Regions from separate parts of the Mus musculus genome. Here region 1 is linked to region 2. The links are chromatin contacts, called in public Hi-C maps. All regions are on one chromosome and are shown on one strand. The core of a region is the stretch at or near the end of the contact, and the rest is flanking DNA. Distances in the headings are between cores, read along the strand shown. Region 1 overlaps Tmem123 (transmembrane protein 123). Region 2 has its middle 20 kb from the start of AV064505.

What was found. A called contact is a pair of places that touch in the nucleus more often than the background predicts.
Region 1: a Hi-C map of B cells shows a contact between it and region 2, with 2.2 times the contacts expected there. The contact joins two enhancer-like sites. A contact is called at or near these places in 2 of 15 datasets of contacts at CTCF or cohesin (the G1E-ER4 cell line and large pre-B cells), 16 of 484 Hi-C or Micro-C datasets (B cells, CD4 T cells, the G1E-ER4 cell line and 5 more) and 7 of 115 datasets of contacts at active chromatin or transcription factors (bone marrow-derived dendritic cells, double positive thymocytes, embryonic stem cells and 2 more).

The regions. Positions count from the first base shown.
Region 1 is chr9:7,777,369-7,783,669 of GRCm38.p6, reverse strand. All of the region lies in intron 2 of Tmem123 (transmembrane protein 123), which reads right to left. Among named protein-coding and RNA genes, the nearest start is that of Mir5618, 3.9 kb to the left of the region's middle. Within about 2 kb of position 2,734, at least 74 of the 459 cell types and tissues checked have an H3K27ac peak or open chromatin away from gene starts, as enhancers often do. A contact at or near this core is called in B cells, where this site is marked.
Region 2 is chr9:7,713,143-7,718,541 of GRCm38.p6, reverse strand. No RefSeq gene overlaps it. Among named protein-coding and RNA genes, the nearest start is that of AV064505, 20 kb to the right of the region's middle. Within about 2 kb of position 3,886, at least 10 of the 459 cell types and tissues checked have an H3K27ac peak or open chromatin away from gene starts, as enhancers often do. A contact at or near this core is called in B cells, where this site is marked.

The DNA of each region.
Region 1 (6,301 bases), core at 1,485-3,984, 66 kb before region 2:
AAACTGAGGCCTTCATTACACTACTTTACTTGATAATGTTTCTATAATGCCAGCAACAGAAACACCTGTGTTCGCCTCAGTCTGTGTGTTAGTTTTCTGTCAGCTTGACACAAGCTAAAATGGCATCTGTGAGGAGGGAGCCGTAACTGGGAAAACGCCTCCAAAAGATCAGGCTGTTGGTAAGCCTGTAGGGCATTTTCTTAATTAGTGACTGGTGGGGGAGAACCCAGCCCATTGCTGGTAGTTCTGGGTTCTATAAAAAAGCAGGCTGAGCAAGCCAGGAGGAGCAAGCCAGTGAGCAGCACCCTTCTGTGCTCCTGCTTCTAGGTCCTGTCCTGTTTGAGTTCCTGTCCTGACTTCCAATGATGGACTGCAGTGTGGAAGTGGAAACCAAATAAACCCTTTCTTCCCCAAGTTACTTTGTTCATGGTGTTTTATCACAGAAATATCAACCCTAACTAAGACAGTGCTGCCAATAACCCCCTCCACCCGCCCAAGTGCGAGCATATTCTCACAACTGCTTCCATCTCAGAAGCCACTGTCCTAAACTGAGGCCTTCATTACACTACTTCACTTGATAATGTTTCTATGACATATAATACTACTCTCTGTGGCTTAAATTTTAGGTAACTACTCCATGACAGTATGTTTTCTGACATCTGCTCTTTGCACTAAACACAACTGGTTTCTTAAAGTATTCAAACCTTTTTTTTTTTTTCCTAAGAGCTGTACTGTTACATAGGTTTGTTATATAATCAGGTATTTTTCTTATTCCCCATGGTCCTTAGAATCTAACAACTACTGAGTCCAAAATCCCACATCTAGGAGTCTAGTCAATTATAGCTCAAGCTGCTAATGATGCATATGTAAGATCACTGCAGAACTACTTAGAAGAATATAATACGCACTATGGGGTTTGGCTAAGGAACTATCTGGATTTATACCACCTATATATAATGAAATAGTACAAAATAGGAAACATTTAAAATTAGCAATATGGCTCAGTGGGCATAGGTGCTTGCTGTCAAGTTTGATGACCTGGGTTTAATCTTCGAAACTCACATGGTACAAGGCGAGAACAGGGTCCTGCAGGTTGTCCTCTGAACTCCACACATGCACAGTGTGTGATATATCCCTATCCCCACACTATACCCTCAAATTCTTTGCTATGTTTCCTTCCAAAAGGTGAGGGATTTTTGTTGTTGTTTTGTTATAAACATCCCTTGTCTCGAGATTATCTTCTAAGAAAGAGAATATGGTACAAGCCATGCCTCTGAGGCTAGCTTCCACAGCTCCCTCCAGAAGCAGGCTGTTGGGGACACTTACTACTTACCTTTCCCGTATAAGCTGGCCATGTCAGTCACCCGAGAGGGGACTCCTACTTGGTCACACCTATATAATCACTGCCAACATTGAACTGGCCCTACTGGAGTTACTAATTCCTGATATATATGGATGCCACATAATGGGATATTTTTAAACAACCACGCTCAGAGCTCTGAACTTGCAGTTATATTAGAGACAAAGCCAATAACATGGCATGTCTCTCTGTTATTCACTCCAGTGAACACTGGCTGTATCTAGGAGTTACTGGAAGGAATGGGAGGAGGCCAAGATCCTTTCGAGTTTTTACTTTAGATGCTAAAGCATCACTTCAGAGAATAAATGCATACATTACTAATGTCCACAATTGTCCAAAGGCCTAGAAAGATTTTAAACAAGACACACTCTGCAAGGAGCAGGGGAGCCCTGTCTGAATGGCACAGCCAAGTCTAAGACCTTATAGCCTCAGAGTCAGAGGGATGGCAAAGCCTTTCTTGGACCCAAGTGTTGACAGTGTGTGCAGAAAATGTCCACCAGAGCTCCCCCCCCCCTTCCCCATATTTACAGCCTGAAGAGTGTTCCCCTACAGAGACTACAGTTACTGAGACTGTCCAGTGATATGCAACGACCCATCCCTCTATTCAATAGCTCTATATAATAAACACACAGAGCCTCCAGGGCTGCAGTGTCTCCACTGAGTGCCCAGACCACCTGACCCCAGTTTTCTCTCCTCCTGGCTTATGTATTCCTAAAACAACTGAATCTCTACTCTTGTAAAAGAAAAGTACAAAATATTTTAACTTTAGACACATTGTGAGCAAGCTCTATTATGTGGTTTCCTGGCTGAGTACTGATTATAAGAGGCAAATTGAGGGTGGAGTGGGCAATCAGAGGAGGCATAATCCTGGTACAAAGACAGATGACTAACAGACAGACAGCTAACTTAAGCTATTTGAAGCTATTAGACAATGGGAACAGAGACCCCTACAGATGTCTGTGACTGAGGGATGTCTTAGGAAGCACTGTACATGCATGCAGAGCTCACCTTCTGTGACCCTGGGCAGGGCTGTTACTGTCATCCTAGAGAATGGAAATCAATGTGGAACAGGACACAGAAGACTCTGGATTCCTTTCCTGAGAATTCAAATTTCATTTTTGGAAACACTACTGCTTTCCAGACTTCATACCAGTCGATGAGGTTCACCTGGACATCCTACCTAACACCAGGAAGCCTGCTTAGAAACACAGCATTCTAAGGCAAAGGACATGTTCATCATCAGTGTTGAGAAACACCGAGAAGGCAGAACATCCATCTTTGTAAAACTCTACAAGAGGAAATGAAGTCCTGGTTGTATCAGTTTTCATGGTCAAGAACAGCAGGGCATACCACATCCTTATCAGTCAGCCACATGAAAGCCTCCAAGGGCCAGGCGCATTAGAAATAGACTGAGCAACAACAATATGAACTAACCAGTACCCCCGGAGCTCGTGTCTCTAGCTGCATATGTAGCAGAAGATGGCCTAGTTGACCATCATTGGGAAGAGAGGCCTCTAGGTCTAGCAAACTTTATATGCCCCAGTTCAGGGGAACGCCAGGGCCAAGAAGTGGGAGTGGGTGGGTAGGGGAGCAGGGCGGGGGGAGGGTATAGGGGACTTTTGGGAAAACATTTAAAATGTAAATGAAGAAAATATCTAATAAAAAATAGAATAAAAAATAGACTGAGCTCTGTCCTGGCACATTTTCTGTGTAGCTTTTCCTGCCATAAAGTAACCTCTGTGGTTACTGCATTGGATTGGATGCAAGACCACTTGTGCCACGCCTGGCAGCACCATGCAGTGCGGGCTCTACCACTCACACTGTGAACACACAGGGAAGATCAGCTTGGCCCTGGGGAGCACTCAGGCTTGCTTCCCCTCAGCTGAGCTCTAATCTTCAAAAGACTTGTGTCACTTCCCTCCTACCTTGCCACACCTCCTGTCAGGCCTGTTCAAGGACTATTTCCTCTAAGATTTTCTTCAAAGAATTTGAAAGAGACATATTTTATATGAATATATGGTTTGTATTTTTTGTTTTGTCTTGTTTTTGAGACTGGGTTTCTCTGGTTGTACTGGAACTTGCTCTGTAGACCAGGCTGGCCTCAAACTCACAGAGATCCACCTGCTTCTATCCCCTCCCCCCACAAGTGCTGGGATTAGAGTGTTATCAATATGTTTTTTTTTTGCACGTATGTAATTGCACCATGTGCGTGCTTGGTGCCCACAGAAGTTTGAAGGGGGCGTTGGATGAATGGTTGTGAGCCACTATGCAGGTGCTGAAATCTAACCTGGGGCCTTGGTAAGAACAAGCACTCTTAACTGCGGAGCCATCTCTCCAGCTGCAAGGTAGGACTCTGAGGAGAGGGCCCTGTCCCCATTTCTAGGAGTCTTGTAGATTCCATTGCACTAGGTTTTCACCTCACCCTCAACATGGCCCCAGTGCCAGATGCTTCTCCCAGTATTTGCTCCTCCCTGACCTGAGGATAACCTGTATCTGCATTACCACATTTATGCTTGTCCATTATTACAGTTTTCCTTCTTCCTACCTTCCACCTCACCTGAGGCATCCTAGCAGTTTTTATCTATGTCCAATTACGTCTCTGTGCCTTTATGGACCTGAAAAATTTCCTATGTCATTTGGGATACAAATGAACCTCTGTTGCCACCAACAAAAGAATATCCAGTTCAACAGCAGAACTGCCAGCAAACATCACTAAGGCAGCTGGCGATTTGTAGCTTTAAGACTCTTAAGTAGCCATGGTGCCCTAACTCCAACCTTGACTTTTCCACTCCTGCATGCTGGACTCCATCCTAACAAGGATGCTAGTAGGTTCAGAGTACCTGCGCGTGTCAGCTGCTGCTCCAGGCATTTGCCTGTACTAATTCTGATCCTTGTAACCCCAAGAAGCAGTACTAGAAGGAAACTGAGGCACAGACCCTAACGCTGTACAGTAACTTCCCTCCTCCTAAGTACACAGTAAAGTGCCACTCCCTGGGGGAGGTCTTGCTTAGCAGTGTGAGGCCTGGCTTCCATCTTCACCATGTGTAGGAGGCAAGGGGGCAAAGCCAGGAACAGACAGTAAAAGTCTAAGAGCTACAGGATCCAAAGGGAATTTATTAATCCCAAACACTGTCTGCACCTTACAGTCAAGTCAGGCGCTCTGCCTGCGTGAACTTCAGGCCCTCCCTGTGGTCAGAACCTCCTCTCATGCATATGGGTGCTCACCGCTCAGAAGCACAGGAGGTTTCCACCACCTACACTTGTAGTGACCTGAATGAGAAACGTCCCCCACAGGCCTTTGTTCTGGAACACTTGGTCCCCAGCTGGTAGCACTTCAGGACAGAGCCTCGATGAAAGAAGTAAGTCACTAGGACAGGCTGTGTCCCATTTCTTGTCCCCCGTACTTCCTGTGTGCAGATGAAATAGGACCCGCCTGTTTCCTGACTGCTGGGCCAGCTCCATGCTCCTGCAGCTCTGCACCCCCTAACCTTCAAGCCAGAATAAACCCTTTCTCCCTTAGCTGCAGTTGCTGAGACACTGCATCACAGTGACTGAAAGGAGCTGATACAACCCTCTATGAGCAACTTCAGCATCAAGTGTCAAAGTCCAGCAAAGCTTTCAGGTTCACAGACATTGGCTGAGCTCTGTCTCTCCTTGCCTCAGGGTAACTAGCAGACTTCCAAAGCATACATGGTAAGATATTTTAAAAACAAATGTCTGGGGACAAACCTCAGGGGCAGAACACCTGGGCTGGATCCCTGACCCCCTGTGATGGCTTGAATAAAATGGCCCCTTATGCTACAGGGTATTTGATCATACCTTGAAACCCGAGATTGTGTTATTTACTGGAAAAAAAAAATCTGTTTCTAGTTGTGGTGTGGCTCAGCCTTAGCACACACCTTTAATCCAAGACTTTTCTGCTTGACTATTGTAAACAGGATTAAATAAAGTCAACGGTCAAGAGTTAGAGCAAACAACTAGTTGACAAGAAGTGAACATACTATTATTAAACCAGAGAGTAGGGAATGTGGATTATGGACAGACACACAGGAAGTAGAGGGGAGGGACATTCAGTTTGGAGCAAGAGAGAGGGGCATTGCTTCTGGGACAAGACCTGAGGAGGAAGGTCAGCTGGGTGCTTTCTTTGCCTCTCTGAGCTATAGGCTTTCACTCTTAACATCTGGCTCCTGAGTTTTCATCGGTAAAATTGAACCACTGAGATTTTGTTTTAAAAAACAAACAAACAAACAAACAAACAAACAAACAAAAAAACCACCCACAGGCCTATAGGGCACTATTAGATGTGGCTTTGTTGAAGCAAGTAAGCCACTTGGGGGGTGGGCTCTGAGGTTTCAGAAGCTCAAGCTAGACCTAGTGGCTTCACAGTCTCTTCCTGCTGCCTGCAGATCCAGATGTAAAACTCTTAGCTATCTCTCCAGCAACATGTCTGGCACTCTGCCACCACGTTTCCCAACATGACAATAATGGACCTCTGAACTGTAAGCCAGCCCAGTGAAATGGTTTTTCTTTTTAAGAGTTGCTGTGGCCATGGTGTCTCTTGACAGCACTAGAACACTAAGACAGAAGTTGGTACTAGGGAATGGGGCATTGCTAGAACAGGGCAGACCATACTTTTTGTTGTTGGAATGTGGACTTTGGATTAGAAAAGCAACTGAATGCTTTTAAGTGGTTCTTAACGGGTCATACTAATAGAAGCATGAAGGACAGTTGTCCTGGGGGTGATCTAAAATGTGAGGACCTGGCTCAAGAGATTTCAGAAAGGGATTTTAGTATGTGAAACCACAGACTATTTTTGTTATATTTCATGCAAAATGTGGCTGCTTTCTGGCCTTCTCCAAAAAATCTGCCTGAGGCTAAACTGAAAACATGGATTAACAGCTTTAGTAGAAGTGATTTCAAAACAGCCTATGTGGCACAGTT
Region 2 (5,399 bases), core at 2,637-5,136:
GCTACAGCTGGATATGTAGCAGAGGATTGCCTTATTTGGCTTCAATGGGAGGGTTCGCCCTTGGTCCTGTGAAGACTTGATGCCCCAGTGTATGGGTATACTAGGGAGGTGAGGCTGGAGTGAATGGGTGGGTGGGTGAGCACCCTTATAGAAGCAGTGGGGGTGGGATAGGGGGTTTTTGAAGGGGAACCAGGAGGGGGATAACATTTGAAATGTAAATAAATAAAATAACCAATAAATTTTTTTTAAAAAGAGAGATTGTAATATATCATGACCAAGCATAGTTAATTCCTTAGAGTTCCAGAGGCTAATTCTACTTCAGAAAATTTCCAATGTTGTTTAAAGAAATGAAAGAAAAAAAATATAAAGTGCTATGTTTATTTATTTTTTCACATTTAAGTTAGTGAAAAATTAGAATATAATGGAGTGTGCTAGCTAGTTGTGTCCTACTGGCCACATTGGAACCATATACAATATGGAACACGTGGACCATGCTATAAGAGAAACTGCCATGAAACTGGAGAGGCAAAGCAAGTTCAAACCCTGACCTCAGGAGTAGAACTAGGTCCTTCTCTGATTCTGCTTCGACCTTGTAGCACATAACCTGGGGACCCCCAACCAATTGGTCACAAGTAGTCAGTTACATAGCACAGCACCTGGAATTCTTCCCCATGCAAATGACGCATCTCAGTAGCCTTAGCCTTGAGCCAATGAATGACCTTTTTCCTCTCTAGATATTTTCATGCCCTCCCCCAAAGCTATATCACGCTTGGTTCACCCTGAATAGAATATAAGTGTTCAAACCCACCTGGCATAAAGAAATCAGAACAAGCTAAGATCGTCTCAGGGAGCTGCTTCATTAAAGAGAAGGCCTTTGCTGGAACTCTAAGATTGTCTGAGAAGGCCTCCCAGCTCCCTGCACTCGCTCCCACCTGGACTGGCTGGGATCCTGCCAGTCCTGGACTCCACTGTTTTCCATCCCTGTCAGGTGGGCAACAGTATCTGATGCTGGGGGAGGGGCGGGGGCGCTGACTGATGATCCCACCCAGTCCAGATTTCACTATGTCCTCTTCTAGCCCTGTACCAGGTACATGTACAGAGGTCAGAGAAGAACTTTTGGGAGTTGGTTTTCTCCTTCAGTTGCAGGAATGGGACTCAGGTTGTTGGGCTTGGTGACAAGCACCTTTACTTGCTGAGCCATCTCTCTGGACCTCCCTCCAAATTTAATACGGGGAAGGTCTGAACAAATCTTACATTCAGCAAGTCTTGGTAGAAGGTAGTGTGCTTTGCCTCCCTCTGCCGATGTGGGAGAGCGCCTGAATGCTCCCGATTCTCTGAAAGATAAGATAATGGATAAAACCTGCTCTTTGAGTTTTCACTTTGTTGTAGCTAAATGTGTCCTAAAAATATCAACGGTAAATTCTGGAAAGAAAGAATGTCTAAGTTCAATGACTTATTACAACATTTTGTTACAATCTTTCTAATTTAGGAATTACTGCACTTTAAAAAATAATTTTAATAATGCATCTCTCTCTCTCTCTCTCTCTCTCTCTCTCTCTCTCTCTGTGTGTGTGTGTGTGTGTGTGTGTGTAAATCTGTGGATTCCATAAGAGTCAGATCTCCTTGGAGTGGAGTTTTAGGCAATTGTAAGCCTCTGATGTGGGTGTTCAGAATCCAACTTGCCTCTTTGCAAAAGCTATATGTGCTCTTAACTGTCAAGCTATCTATCTCTTTAACCCTAACTTCTTCATTTTTAAAAAATGGTTCTGAGGATCAAATATAGGACTTCAAACACTCTGGAAGCCAGTTTGTCTATGCAGTCATACCCTCAGTCTGTTACTATCTTACTGAGGCTAGCTTTCAGACTTAATGGTACTGTGGCTGTGTGTGAGTGTGAGTGTGAGTGTGTGTGTGTGTGTGAGTGTGTGAGTGAGTGTGTGTGTGTGTGAGTGTGTGTGTGTGAGTGTGTGTGAGTGTTTGTGAGTGTGTGTGTGTGTGAGAGTGTGTGTGTGTGTGTGAGTGTGTGTGTGTGAGTGTGTGTGTGTGAGAGAGTGTGTGTGTGTGTGAGTGTGTGTGTGTGTGAGAGTGTGTGTGTGTGTGTGTGTGTGTGTGAGTGTGTGTGTGTGTGAGAGAGTGTGTGTGTGAGTGTGTGTGTGTGTGAAAACATGGTTATATTAAGGTTTAATGTTACCTGCAGCTTTAGCTGTCCCCAAAGGGTAAGGGGGGAAGACAAATGTGATCTCTTTTAAAACACGATTTATTCGGTGTGTATATATGTTAGTGTGGACATGCATGCAGAAATCAGAGGATGCCTTTCCATACTTGACTAACATTCCTCCTGTCTACCCTTCATGTCTTGCCATGGAAGGGCTGGGTTACAGACATGCTCCTCTACATTAGGCTTCTCATGAGAATTCTCAGGCTGACACTCAGGCACGCACTTTTTACACATGTTCCTCATTCATATGTGATCTTAACACAGACATAAAATTCTTTTTGGGACTCTGGATCTAGTAGGCTGTAAATGGGGATTCCCTATTGGGCAGTGTTGCCCACACAAGAATCCCACAACAATAGTTCATATTCTAAACCTGCGTTTCTGACCTTCTCTCTGATTCTGTGAACATTTACTAAGAAATGGTATATTTTCTAAGAAATTTCACTTCTTCCTTAGGTTAAAAGATGTTACTGTGTTTTGCTATCAAGAAATTTGAACTGAGAGAATTGGGTATGTTGGTGAAATTTTTGTCTAGCATGTTGCATCTCCAGTACCTTGTCAACCATGTATGGTGATAACAGAACCCAGGAAGTTGAGAAAGAGGGATTCAAGGTCCTTGTTTCACAATGAGTTTGAGGCCAGCCTGGGCTATACAAGACACTGCTTCAATACACATCAGACATTCCACACTCCAAACTTGTCTCTTGCCACCATCAATGCCTGGGATGGTGAGTCTTTTTTCATCACCAGGCCTAAACTGAATAATTCTTGTGCAGATGACTTGGCAAAGGACACTCCAGATTTATAAGACTACTGTAAACCAGGTGTGCTGGTTCACATCTTTAATTCCAACAGGCAGAGGTAGGCAGATCTCTGTGAGTTTAAGGCTAACTTGACCTACAGAGTCAGTTCCAGGTCAGCCAAGGATATACAGTGAGACCCTCTATGAACAAACAAAAACAATCAAACAAGACTCGCATTCTCTGTGGGAGAATCAACCTTAGGACTTGCACTTCTAGCTGCACTGTTTCTTTAACACATAACTCACTGGCCTTTATTATTACCCCCCACCGACTCCCTTTTATACTGGGAATCAAACCCATGACCTCATATTATAGGCAAATACTTTACCATCAAGTTACAGTCACAGCTGTTCCTAAAATTCTTTTCCTGTGGGAGATGTAAACAATATCCCACCCCCCCCCCCCCCTTCCTGAGGACCAATAGGCTGGCGTGTGAGTCCACTAAAGTTCATTTGGGGAACCCTACAGACCCATGAGAGCGGTGCAGGTAGGAGCTCTGGTGGCCTACACAGCTCTGGTGGACTGTCTCTCTCCAGCATGGAGGATGACACCCCATGTTGAGGCAGAGGGAGTCCTCTACCCAGAGCTTCCTTTCCTGTATACTATTCCTCCTCCACACTGGGGCCATGTGCACACAACTAGTAGGGAGGGGTGAACAGGTAAGGGTCCCATGGCACTTTCCATCTCCTCCTTCTACAAGGGCACTGTCAGCAGTCAGCACAGCTGTGATGGTTGCCCTGTAAGAGGCTCACCTGGACTCCTGAAGATACTGGCAGTTTCTCTGGGAGAATAGTCCTACACAACAGCAGTCAATAATTCCTTGTTTTTTCCTCACCGATGAAAGCTTCAGAAGGCAGCAGCAGACCACAGCTGACCCTTAGGAGGAAGTGGGCCAGAGGGCCTGTCTCCTTTGTCCTTATGCTCACTAGGAAATAGAAGAGTTGCTCTTTCACAGGCTTCAAATGATCAGCAAATATGTGGTCGGGGGTCACTTCTCATGACACCTTCTGCATTTGTAGAAAAATAAAAAAATGTGCCAACAACAAAATTGCTCTACCTCCCTTCACAAGGGCTGTAGTTTGGGGACTGACTCATTAGAACGTCTCATCAGTACCAAATCCCTGTCCTTTTTGGTCATTGAGAGTTGGGCTACTATGACAAATGAGGGTAGAAACTAGGAGGCACCAGGTGGGGTCTGTCTGGCATGTTTGTTGTAGTTAGTATGCTTTTGGTTAGAATTGGTTTAAATGGCAGGTGTTTTCATAAGTGGAAGGGTGACCCCGTGTGGCTATTTAGAGTATCACTCTGAATTTTTTGGCTCTTCTGGCTTCAAACTAATTGGTTGACCACCTTTATGTATGTATGTATGTATGTATGCATGTATGTATGTATGCATGTATGTATGCATGCATGCATGCATGTATGTATGTATGTATGTATGTATGTATTTATTTATATTCTGAATGTGTCTTTTGCTTCTTTTACATCAGAGTATGGCAGGAATGGTGCTGTATGAAGGCAAAGGCACATCTGAAGAGATATTCAGATTAAGTCCTGGATGCTGGGAGAGATGGTCCAGGGGTTAGAGCACCTTTGTTCAATTCCTAGCACTTACATGCTGGCTCATAACCATCTCTAACTTCAGTTTCATGTGATCTGATGCTCTCTATCTCCATGGATACCAGATACACACATAGTGCATATAAGTACATTCAGGGAAAACATTCAAACATATTAAGAAGAAAAACAAAAGGCCTGCATGCCAGAGACACTATGGTTGGGTTGATAGTCCCAGCTGCACCCAGCTTTGTAGTCTCAATTCTTGCACAACAGATACATAAGTGAGGTTTGCAAATCTTCCAAACCCATCTACGTCACTCTACAGCTGGGTCACACAGGAGCCCCTAAGTCTCAGAATCTTGGGAACTAATACATGGTTGTTCTTGGGTGGGACTCATGCTTGAGGGTCATTTTCATACAAGAATAGAAAACTGGACAATCCTGGTGTCAGCTGGTCTTCTAAAGAGGACACCAAGATAGGATTACACATGCAATGGATCTTGGGGGAGGGCTAGCTGGATGGCACAGGGATAAAGATGCTTGCCACCAAGACTGGTGGCCTGAGTTTGATTCCCCAGGATTCTCTCTACTTACTGTTTCCCCCTCTTCAGAGGTGTTTTCCCCCAAATCTCTTCAAAATTTGCATTACTTTTTATTTGTGTGTGTGTGTCTTGGTGCCACGTTCTTACACCCACCAACCACATTTTATGATTAATTGGTCATCAAATTTTGAAAAGGGAAGGATCACTTGTTCTACTTTATAAAATGAAGAAATTATCACAAAGGATAGGCACTGGCGATGTAGCTCAGTGGTAACG